Linked DNA regions of Mus musculus: region 1 is linked to region 2. A link is a contact called in public HiChIP or PLAC-seq data. All regions are on one chromosome and are shown on one strand. Each heading gives the region's core, a stretch centred on a gene start, on an enhancer-like site or on the middle of the called end of the contact. The rest is flanking DNA. Distances are from core to core; before and after follow the strand shown. Region 1 overlaps Ddx60 (DExD/H box helicase 60). Region 2 holds the start of Ddx60 (DExD/H box helicase 60).

Region 1 (5,993 bases), core at 210-2,709, 36 kb after region 2:
TTGTTGGAGGAAGCATGTGTCTTTTGGTGGGCTTTGAGACTTTTCCCCTTGCTGCCTGGATGCCAGTCTTCTGAATGCAATCAGAAAAGGACATAGAATTCTCAGCTCCTTTTCCAGTGCTATGCCTGCCTAGATGCTGCCATGCTTCCTGCCTTGATGATAATTGACTGAACTTGAACCTGTAAGCAGGCCCCAATTAAATGTTGTCTTTTATAAGAGTTGACTTGGTCATGGTGTCTCTTCACAGCAGTGGAAACCCTAACTAAGATAGTAAGTAATTAGAGTACATTACATACATATATGAATTGTCAAAACAACAATTAATCAATAAAATTAAAACAATATACTTGGTATTTCTTTTGGAAGTAGGCTATGAAAAATTGTCTTGGAAGTGTTAGAGCTTCTGGGAGTTGTTGACCAGTGGTAGCGTCCTTAACCTGTGTGCATGGATTACTAGGTTTAATTCCATAGACCAAAAAAAAAAGTTTAGAAAATTGTCGCTCTTTTAGATATATTAAAAGTTATTCTTTGAATGAGAGTGCCTAATTTAAGATACCTTCTCTGACAAAACTGATTATATAAAATTACTGTTCTATAATAGAAAGAATACTGTTTGTATATAGAATGGCGTGAAGATTTAGAGAGATGCTACTAAGAAACCGTAGAAATTGTATATAAGTTTTTTTTCTTTTCTCAGACAGAAGAGACCCCAATCATCTTAAAAGGTTGCAGAAGTATCATAGTTTTCAACGATTTTATGGGGAGTCATTAGAATCAGTCACTTCAAAGACCATCACAACTCAAGGTCCTAAGCCAAAGAAGGATTGTATTAAGTCCAAGAGCACAAAGGCACATGTATGTTTCTGTCAACATTTTATTATTATAAAAAGCTCTGTTTGCTATTTCTTATTGAATTGTTATTTGCTCATCCCATTGATGGGTTCTTTCCATAGATGTCTTCATTTATTACTTATGTGCGTGTAGTGGTTTGAATTCAATGTCTCCTACAGTCTAAATGTTTCTATATGTCTCTCAGTTGGCAACACTGTTGGACAGGCTCAGAAGGCAGTCCTTGCTAGAGAAAGCATTTCACTGGAGGCTGGCTTTGAGTGTTTATAGATTTGCCCCTTTGAGTTGATTCTCTGCTTGCAGTTTAAGATGTAAACTTTCAACTTCTAGCTCCAGATGTCCTGCTTTGATTCTTGGATGCCCTGACATCATGTGTAGGAACTAAAAAGGGGCCAGGGGAAAGAGGCAGGGAGGGGAGGATAACCCACATCTGGCCAGAGTTCCACCTATGTTCTGGGCAGGCAGACATGGGAGGGCTGCCAGACACTTTCTACTTGGCCCCTGGTGGGCATCTAAGCCTCTGACCCACTCAACAGGGGGTGGACAAGGGGTAGCCTCCGAAATCAGGGGCCCAGGGCAATACCCTGTCACCCCGGGGTTACGGGAAAGAGGGCTTAGGGAGAGTGGTTCCTACACAGGTGAGAGTCTGTGCAGCAGGCCTTGATGAGAAGACTGTCTATGGTTTTTAGAGCTTTATTTTAGAAAGGCAAGGGAAAAGAGAAAAGGTAAAAGAGAGAGAGAGACTGGCCATGGCCAAGAGGAGAGTGTTGGGGCAGGTCAGCAGCTCACATGTCCGGGTTCAAACCTGGAAGGCATTTTGGAATCTGGAAGAGGGAGCCTAGGCGGGTTGAGAAATAATGGAACCAAGACATACTAGTCTGCTCAAGGTTCAAATTTTTAATGGTGGACATGCTTTATAAAAGAAGGGGGAAGTCCATTCCCGCCAATTCATCCTTGGAGCCTGGAAACAGCTGCAGGTGATGACATGCAGAATAGGGCATAATCTCCAGAATAGCTTGGGGTGGGGGTGGGGTGGGGAGTGGGGGTGGGGCCTCTCAGCAGGTAGCAGTATCTTGAAGAGGAACAGAGGCAATGGCAGAACAATAGAGTGATCTAGGGAGGAAGGCTCCACCCTAAATAATCTCCTTAGTGGCAGCAAGGTCAAGTTCTGGCTAGCCTGCTTCAGGCTTATGGGAGGCTACAGGAGAGAAGGGAGAAAAGGAGAGAGAGAAGAAAGGCTAGAGAATAAGAAAGAGAGAGGAAGAGGGAGAGAGAGGAAGAGAGAGGAAAGAGGAGAGGAGAAGACAAAGAGAGAGGAGTGTGTGAGAGAGAATAGTAAGAGAGCAAGGAGGGGACAAACAGCCATTTTTATGGTATGCTGCTATCTTTACTGTTGCCAGGTAACTGGGGAGGAGTTTAGCCTGAAGGTCAGAAGCTTGGGACATTGCCTATGTGATGTCTAACCATGTTTCTTTTTTGGGGGCTGGGGAGGGGCGGTAACTTCGACAGGAGCCAGAGTCCAGGAGACATGAGAGAACTCCTTCAATCTCATGTAGGTGAATTATCACCACCGGGTCCTGGGGTTCAACATCTCAGCTCAACTGGAGACCAGACTGTCTTTGCATAGCCCAATGCCCCACAATCATGAATTCTTATTCTTAAATAACCTCTTTCATCTATAAGTTGTCTTGGTCCTGGTGTTTTATTGCAGAATAGAAAAGTAACAAACATAAAAAGTAATCATATTTATTATCATACCTTCTTAGAAAGTCTGACATGTACAAAAATTATTATATATGATCTTCTCTATGTAATGATATATATGTATTTAGAGAAGCAAATAGAATGTTAGGCAACTAAAGGCTTGATTTAAAAATTTGCAATAACATTAAGATATAGTTTATTATCTAATAAGAATTAGAATGCTTTTCATAAGTATAGCAAAAGTAAACATGAAACATATGGTTTCTTTACTTGACTTAGATACATTTTCTGCACCTTTTCCAAAGTATTTAAATAATTACTGCACTGACCATGTTTTTCAGGTGCAAAGTTAAAGCTGTTTATTTTCTTTTTCTATCCAGGTAACATCCCCTTAATTTTTACCACTTACCATACTGTTCTCATTTTCTATCAATTTGTATCCAAAGATCCTAATTGAGGATAAAATACAGGGAATGAAATCTCTATTTATTTCTATACTAATATACTAGTATCATGTTTGAAAATTATATGTTAATATTTATGATCACATTAGTGGGCAAGTACAGATTATTTTTTAAAACTTGACTTATTAATTTGATGACTTTAAATGAAAGTATATTTTAAAAATTAAACTCATTAGTTTTTAGTGGGCTCCAAAGCTTAGAAGGCACTTATTTCATGGAAACTCTTTTAGTGCCAGTTGTTTTGATATATTGTAAAGAGCAAAATCTTAACACATCCAATGGGAGAGGAATTATGATAGGTCAACCTTATCAAAGTCAGTTAGTGTGGCAAAGTCATCAGAAGTAAAGCCTTTGAAGAGCCTTCACAAAGAACACAAAACGATTTTTTTTGCACATATTTATTGGATATTTTCTTTACATACATTTCAAATTTCAAATGCTATCCTGAAAGTTTCCTATACCCTCCCCCCCCCCCCCCCCCGCCCCGCTTTCCTACCCACCCACTCCAGCTTCTTGGCCCTGGCATTCCCCTGTACTGGGGCATATAAAGTTTGCAAGACCAAGGGGCCTCTTTTCCCAGTGATGGCCGACTAGGCCATCTTCTGCTATATATGCAGCTAGAGACACGAGCTCCGGGGGGTACTGGCTAGTTCATATTGTTGTTCCACCTATAGGGTTGCAGACCACTTCAGCTCCTTGGGTGCTTTCTCTAGCTTCTCCATTGGGGGCCTTGTATTCCATCTTATAGATGACTGTGAGCATCCACTTCTGTATTTGCCAGGCACTGGCATAGCCTCATATGAGACAGCTATACCAGGGTCCCTTCATCAAAAACTTGCTGGTGTATGCAATAGTGTCTGGATATGGTGGCTGATAATGGGTTGGATCCCTGGGTGGGTAGTCTCTGGATAGTCCATCCTTTCGTTTTGGCTCTAAACTTTATCTCTGTAACTCCTTTCCTGGGTATTTTGTTCCCTATTCTAAGGAGGAACAAAGTATCCACCCATTGGTCTTCCCACAAAAAATTTTTAAACTTTAATTTCTGGAGGCTTATGTTTTGGAGAAAAACCAACAGCAAATGCTATTTCTTTGCCAGGTATGTAACTAAATAACAGGCAGGAAATTGAAGAGTTGCAGCTCTCAAAGGCAGCTACCACTTGGGGGATTAACAACAGCTCTTTCATATAATCATTAAAATAAACACACAACATTGCAGTGTGTCTCTTGTTAATGCCAGGGGAAGTCCTTTCTCTTTGAACTGCCTCAAAGATGCACTGAGGAATGGTGACTGGCTCATCCTCCTCCCCTCCCTGCCCTGCCCTGGATCATGAAAAGCAAGGCTAATAAGTTCCTGCTTGCCATCACTGCCTCTTTCTCATGGTCAGGGCTTTTTCAGTTTCATACTCAAATCAATGAATCCTTTCTCATTCATTTAGGAACAGGAACAGGAACAGGAAGAGGAGGAGGAGGAGGAGGAGGAGGAGGAGGAGGAAGAGGAGGAGGAGGAGGAGGAAGAGGAGGAGGAGGAGGAGGAGGAGAAGAAGAAGCCTCCTCCTCCTCCTCCTCCTCCTCCTCCTCCTCCTCCTCCTTCTCCTCTTCCTCCTCTTCTTCCTCTTCCGGCTCTCTCTGGTTGTCTCCCTCTGTGTTAATAAGCAGGCAAATCCTCCTAACATTCAGCAAAAGTAGACTGAAAGTATAAATTTCACTACTCCCAATCTTAAAAATTAAATGAGTCATCAAAGATATTCCACACCATTAGTACTTTATAGATATCCTCTATGACCAACAGGGTAAAGAGTCTTCCCATCTGAGACAAAGCGAGCTCTGTGTTTGACAATATTCTAAGTCTACCCATTGTTTTCTGTAGAAAAACTATGGCAAATGGACCAGTAGGGGACACTTACTTACAAAGTTTAAGTGATGAGAAATCTCAAATATTATTGATGGGAATTAAATAGTTTGAGAAGGCAATAGCTAAATGTGACCCTATTATAGGTGCATGTTTAGTTATTATTCCCATGACTAACCTGAATAATGGAGTTTTTGTCAGAATTCTTTTACTAACAAAATTCTCTAATTTGTCTTTCAAAAATTATTTTATTTATTATTTCTGTGTGTTTGTATGATGAACGTGGGGGCCATGGTATGTATATGAAGGTCAATGGGAGGGGATGCTATCATGTACATGTGAAAGTTGATGAAGAGAGTGTCATGGTGTATATGTGGAAGGCAATGGGGGAGATGCTGTGGTGTATATGTGGAAGGCAATGGGGGAGATGCTGTGGTGTATATGTGGAAGGCAATGGGGAGATGCTGTGGTGTATATGTGGAAGTCAATGGGGAGATGCTGTGGTGTATATGTGGAAGTCAATGGGGAGATGCTCTGGTATGTATGTGGAAGTCAATGGGGAGATGCTGTGGTGTATATGTGGAAGTCAATGGGGAGATGCTCTGGTGTGTATATGAAAGTCAGTAGGGGAAACGCTATGGTGTGCATATGGACGTCAATGGGAAGATTCTCTGGTGTATAGATGTCAATGTGTGTATGTGGAGGGCAATCAGGAGATGCTATAATGTATATGTGGAAATCAATGGGGAGTGCCAAGATATGTATATGGAAGTCAGAAGAAAGATCTGTGGAATCCTCTTCTTTCATATTTACATAGACTCTGGGGATTGCACTCCAGCATCAGGCTTTCAAGACAATCATCTTTACTTGCTGAATCATGACACTGGCCCTCTAATTTGTCCATGTAAAGTGAATTAAAACCATCTAATAAACCAAAATAAAAGTGGGTCCATACTGTTTTTAAATTAGTTAAAAACATTTATTCAGGTAAGTCGAATTATATGTGTCTATGTACTACGCACACACATATACACACATATACGTACATACATGTACACATATGTGTGTATATGATCCCTCTCCACTCCTCACTTTCAGCCTTCTTCTCTTATTTACTCATTAAACAT
Region 2 (6,330 bases), core at 1,495-3,994:
CAGACAAAGACTAGAAAATTGAGGGGGGTGAATCAAAGTTTATTAAGTTATTCACTGAAAAATCTGAAGTCACTGAAAGTCAAAACAACCATGAACACCACAGAGTTTGCTTACCCTAAAAATGCCCACAAAGAAAATCCCCAAATGATAACAACAGCACACAAGTTTAATTAAAAAAAAAATGAAAAGAAAACAGTTGGTCTATAGGCTGGAAGAATTTCAGTTCTAGAAGGAGAAGCATTTGTCAGAGTTCATGTAACTGAAAATCCTATAAGCAAACTTTTGGTTTTCATTAAGTTTGGTATTATGTCACCACTTATTGTCTTTGTATCACTTTAATCATCAAAATCACTTACCTCATCAAAAAAAGCAACACAAAAATATCCATCTTGTAAAACCTGGAATAGTATGATAATAAATATGAGGATATTCCCACATCACTGAGCTCATAGTCGTCTCCTGTGTTGTAAGAGTCTTAGTTTTGCTACTAGCAAATATGTCATGGTTTTTCTACTACATTAGCTTACATGACTGTATTACATTTAGTTAGTTTGTTCGTTCACTTTTTGGGGCTCCTGTACTGAATTATTCACAGTCGCTTAGAACAAGAGTAACTTGTTCTTAGTTCTGAAAGTCAGTTTCACTGGGTTCAAATCCAAGCGCCATCAGGAGTGGTTTCTAGAAGATCTAGAAAGGAATCTGTTTTCTGTAATACTAACCTGTCAGACAGGATGTTTCCACTGGCACAGTAGTGGTATGATAACCAACGACATTCTGATTTTAGGATTTTAGGTCTATTCTACAGGAGCAACTCATGTCTGACCTAATCCAAAACCCATGAATGGCGAAGTTATAGGCTCTAAAGGGGAAACTACTCCTGTTGCTTTGCTATATGGATATGATGTCAAACCGCCTTCTAAATATTTGTATCTATATTCATAGATTTGGGTGGCTCTGGAGTAGGTGATGGTTAATGCAGAGATAACTGGTGAATAAGGGACAGCTGGGCACTCATCCTAAAATGAGACATTGATATCTTTTCCTCCAAAGCTCAAGGAATATTATGGGGGAAAGGAGGGAAAGAATGTAAGAGTCTCAAACAGGAAAGAGTGCTGTGAAACACTCTCTTCTGGACACGACATGCCTGTTATACCTGTGAATTCATAGTAACAGTGACTATCAACACAAGACAAGGCTCATCAACGTTCCATCACTGATGAGGGGAGCTCATGAGCTCTTCCTGAGGACCAGTAAACATTAACAGTGAGGGAGACATATCCCTCAATGGTGGCCACAGAGTTGTCCTTGCTCCAGTAAATTATATATATATATATCCTGATGTGACATGTCCTCAGCCTACCCCCTGTGTGCTATAATTGTAGACTTTTGACTTGAAAACCCTGTTTTCTCCACCGAGAGCTCTCCTGAGGTGCCAGCTTACTCTTGGTCAGCTGGCTGTGTAAAGAACTCACAGTGCTCACAGTTGGCTTAATAAGCATGGAGATTTGTAACCTGGAGTAGATTATTTCAATTTCATTCCTTGGTTTGTGGTTTTCCATCATCTTCATAGAGTCTTGCTAGAAGACTACATATGTAATCAAATTACCAGCCTGAATTTCTGCCTCTGTCACCACATTAAGAACCTGCTTATGATTATTTTGGGCCCACCTGAGATAATCCACTTATATCATGCTCCTTGGTTTAGGCTATGCGTGCAGTATCTATTACCACAGTTACCACAGTCTCAAGGAATTAGGTCGCTGACTTAAATTGGAGGGAACAGGAAAGGGTGACATTTTCTCACCCAGGAGGACAAAGCCTCAACAAAGCCCAGACACCTCTACCTTTTCAGGTAGTATTTTAATGTAAAGGAGGACAGAAAGGGTGGGACCTTTTCTTACTGTTACCAAGGAAACAGGGGCTAGGTCAAAAGCTGACCATGAGGGAAGGGTCCATTCTTAATGGCCTTCAAAACAATGGATGTTTCTCAAGTTATCTCAACACATTGCATTCTGTTGCTCTTTCCCCATGGATGAGAGTTCTGCCAGTGCCTGACAAAATAGCTTTTGGTCCCATTGTTGTCACGGTCACCCAAATGCAAGAGTCCCCCACTTTCTAGAATTCCAATATTGAAAATAGAATTGTCATATTTAGAGCCTTCCTAAAGTTCAGCAAGCATAGGATACTAAGCAAGCCAGCTTTCAAACCCAAATTTCAGGTATTGACAGGTAAAAAACCAAGCCAAACCAAATCAAACAAAATCAAAGGAAAGAAAAGTTATTAAGGCTGAGATAAAAGTAGGCTCCATTTTCAGCTTGTTTAGTAGTGCCATTCGGCTAAAGAAGATCCCAAATGGATTAATCACAGGCTTCAATAATAGACTCATGTAATCTCAAATTCCTACCTACCTTTAAAATACTACCTGAAAAGGTAGAGGTGTCTGGGCTTTGTTGAGGCTTTGTCCTCCTGCTGTCGTTAGCACAGTAGGAGCAATTGGCACAGCGCCCGGAGTTCTGCTGCTACAGCCTCTCCAATGTTGCCTTGCTTAGATGTCTCCAGATTTCCCTGTCAAATCCTCCTCCTTACCTCAAGAATCCCAAAGCCTCTGGTTTTCCTACCTTAACAGTACTAACTTTACCAAAGGATGCGCAAAGCTGCATTCACCAAATGCTCTTTGATTAGTGATGAATGGAAACCGAAACTTAAAGCTTCTGGGAGCAGAAGAGAAACCGAAACTATCCTTCACTTATAAAAGGCGGCCTGAGAGACTCACAAGTTGCCACTTTTTGGAGCTAGCGATTGGTCTTAGGTCTCCTGTGGTCGACTGTGTGCTTGCTTGTTACCTGCAGCGCGGACCAGCGCGCTCAATACCTGCTGCGCAGACCAGCGGTTCTCTGCACGTAGCAGGTCCAGGTTCCCGGTCTGGGCTTCCCGGTGAGGCCAGGGGGTTGCTTCTGGGCTCGCCAGGGGATTGTAGGGCGTGCCTAGGTCAGAGTATCCCAAAAGAGGAGCTGGAGCGGAGCTGAGGGGACAGCACTAGGAGGTAGCTTTCAATGGGCAGTGGAGCACAGACCCACCTACCCCAGTGGCCAGTACTCGGTGGACCACAGAGGGAAGAGGTCTGAGTGGTGAGTGGCAGGGAAAAAGATGCCTGACTCAGTCTCTTGAGGATCCTTTGTAAACGGGTAGCTGGGATAGGGATCAATAAGTAGGGGCATTGGGGTGTGTGCACAGCCAATAAATGTTGAACATCCCCACCAATAGTTTTTCTCCTAGGTGCCGAATCGAATCGGGGCCCTACTTCAGGCTTCCAGAGCTAGAAGCAGAATGTGAAGAAAAACCCAGATGAATTGTAGTTGCCCTGAAATTGCAGTGGCTAAGACAAGTTATGCTTTACTGCAGAAATGCATCCCCCCACCCAATCTCTTCGTATGCTAGCCCTAGCAGTCTCCCTGGGCTTCCTGGTACTCCCCATGGAACCCAGGTTGGGCCAACTTGGAGTATCCCGCTGCCTCAGTCTCCCTGTTTGAGTCATCTGAGATTTAATGTATTCATGTGTAAGGAGCAGGGATTGATTTTCTGTTTCCTCATCACAAATCAGCACAAACTGAGTTGCTTTAAACACAATAGGTGTTTTATTTTACAGATTCTGTTTAGGCACAGGCTAAGTGCTTTTTGCAAAGCCCAGCATAGAACTCAAGATGTCTGCCAGGGCGGAGCCAGGTTCTGGGTGCTCATTTTGGTTCCTTGAGGTCAGTAAGAAGTCTGGAATTCTCTGATTTCTTGCAAGTTGTTGATTAAGGGTAACTCAGAGTCTGATACCTTCCATTGTCACACTTCAGGTCACTTCTCACAGGTGGCTGTACTTTCCAAGGATATAGGAGGCTTTCTCAATTAACTAACATGCCTCATTACCAGAGAGACTGTCCTGGTAATAAGGGTGTCAGGACGCCCAACATATATATACGTATATACATATATGCATATATATATACATATATACATACATACATATATACATACATACATACGTACATACGTACATACATACATACATATATACATATATGCATATACATATACACATATACACATATTCATATATACACATGTATGTGTATGTATCAGGTCTATCATGTTTTGCAGGATTTTGTGACAATTCTTGTAATTTCTTTTCATAGTGAGTAAAAGAATGAGAAATCAGTAAATAGCTTTTAGATTCACTTTTTAAGTGTGTGTGTTTGTTGATGTGTGGGAATATGCATTTGAGTGCAAATATACTAGGAGTCCAGCGTGGTTGGATCCCTTGTGCTGTTACAACCTGTTGTGAGCCTGTGTACATTCTAGGAACAGAAGTTGGTTGGTCCTCTACAACAGCAGTAGACAGTCTTAATTACTGCATCATCTGCCATCTTTCTGGCCCTTTATATGTTCATACTTTCTAAAGGCACAACGTGCCTGTGGGGATCAGAGGACAATCTGCAGGGATGTGTTCTCTTCCTCTCTCAGGTAGGTCTCAAGGATAGAATGCAGGTCATCTGGCTGGGTGGCAAGCACCTTTACCCACTGAGCAATTTTATTGGTCCGGTTATGTAGATATTATTCAATGTCGATGCAGTCTGCATGTTTTAGCCTGAAAATATAGTCCTATATTACTGTGGCTACCCCTAGAAGTAGTCTTACTACATGTAAACTATGTACATAGCTCCATTGAATCTTTTTATTTTCCACAGTTTCTCTGTGGATTTTGTTTTGCATCCCCCCTCTTCCTTTAGCTAGAATTACAATTCAAGATGAGAATTGGTGGAATGCCTCACTTTACAATGACAGGTTATATCTTTTTGCATTCTCAATGAACTAAAATGTATGTTTGATGCAGAATCCTGGCTTCAAGGTATTTTCTTTTAGAAATTTAAAAACATGTTTTTTTCCCTCATAAAAGTATCCAGCAATATTTTTTCTTTTCATTCTTTTGAATGGCCTATACATACATGTTATTAACAGCTTGTCATGCACATACTGCTACTAATGACTTGCTTGGTATAATTTAATGGTCCAGTCCAGGCGGTACATGAAGGAGTACAATCCTTATGGACAATAACTAGACTCAGTGTTCCAGGAGGGTTTGTACCAGTGGGGTGAGCGTGAGCTCTGGGATGGTGGTCGGCTTTGGCCTTTGGTCTGTCTGTATGAGGCTGGTTGGGGATGAGTTGCAGAGCTCTTTGTTTATAGAGTGATAACCAGCTGCTTTTTCATATCACCAGCTCACCCTAAAGATAAACTGCAGAGACACACATTTTTACACACACAGGAATCCCTTAGAAACACAAAACCAGAAGAAATAATACATATGCTAAGGACCTGTAAGATGGAAAAGAAAGTTCTGACTCAACATTATAAAACAAAGAACCTACAAAAATGCCTTGAGTTTGGCCATCTACTTAGTAGTGGGTATGAAGCCTACAGTTAAGAGTAGATTGTTTCCTCAGCGAGAAAACTCATTTTTCATTTGCAAGTGGTTACCTATTAGGGATAGCTTCTAGGTTAGAGATGGGCCCAGAGAGGGGCATGTGTTCACTTCTTTCAGTCCTGGTACCCCATTTGGTACAGACCCATGTAGGTCCTTGTGCATATTGCCAGTCTCACATTGCCAGAGTTCACATGTGCTCCAGTCCTGTTGTATCCAGAAGATCTTGGTGCCTTGGTGTCCTCTGGCTCTTACACTTTTTCCACCTTCTCTTGGGCTCAGAGAACTCCAAGAGGGTTAGTTTGGCAATATCCTAGGTTATTTGGGTGTTCCTATGAGACTTATTTGGCCAAGAGCTAGATGTAACCCATTCTTGGTACTGGAAGCTCCATTTTGAAACAGGAGATGTCAAGTTGGGACTCTAACCTCACCCCCTTATTTGGCAAATTCATTTCGATTGTCTTCATATATGCGTTTCTGATAGGAAGGTTCTACTGTATTAGGTCCTCTCCATTTCCTCTCCCTTGCCTCATTCCATTACAACACCACCCCACCCCCACCCCCTGCCATCCACCCATAACTAGCTATTCTAGTTCCTTCTCCTAGGGCAATGCAACCTTCATCCTAGTCAGTCACACGATCCTTAACCCCTCTGGTTATACAGCTTGTAGCCTGCTTATCAATGACTTAACAGCTAGCATCCATTTAAGTGAACACATACCATCATTGTCTTTCTGAGTCTGAGTTACCTCACTCAGGATGATTTTTTTTTTTTTTCTAATTCCATCCACTTACCTGTGAATTTCGAACCTTCTGGAAGACTGGACTTATAGATAAACATCCCTGTCTCGAAAAACCAAAAA

The links. HiChIP or PLAC-seq counts read pairs in DNA pulled down with a chosen protein or histone mark.
Region 1: a contact with region 2 is called in an H3K27ac HiChIP or PLAC-seq map of embryonic stem cells, with 12 read pairs. The contact joins the enhancer-like site here to the promoter of Ddx60 in region 2. A contact is called at or near these places in 1 of 39 promoter capture datasets (macrophages), 3 of 484 Hi-C or Micro-C datasets (the MNK3 cell line, embryonic stem cells and nephron progenitors), 3 of 115 datasets of contacts at active chromatin or transcription factors (embryonic stem cells, intestinal crypt epithelium and intestinal villus epithelium) and 1 of 9 other capture datasets (liver).

Annotation. Positions count from the first base shown.
Region 1 is chr8:61,962,887-61,968,879 of GRCm38.p6, forward strand. It overlaps Ddx60 (DExD/H box helicase 60), which reads left to right. Exons shown (of 38, transcript NM_001293783.1): 13 at 698-855. Among named protein-coding and RNA genes, the nearest start is that of Ddx60, 38 kb to the left of the region's middle. Within about 2 kb of position 1,460, at least 11 of the 459 cell types and tissues checked have an H3K27ac peak or open chromatin away from gene starts, as enhancers often do. A contact at or near this core is called in embryonic stem cells, where this site is marked.
Region 2 is chr8:61,925,343-61,931,672 of GRCm38.p6, forward strand. Ddx60 (DExD/H box helicase 60) reads left to right here and starts at 2,745. Exons shown (of 38, transcript NM_001293783.1): 1 at 2,745-2,934.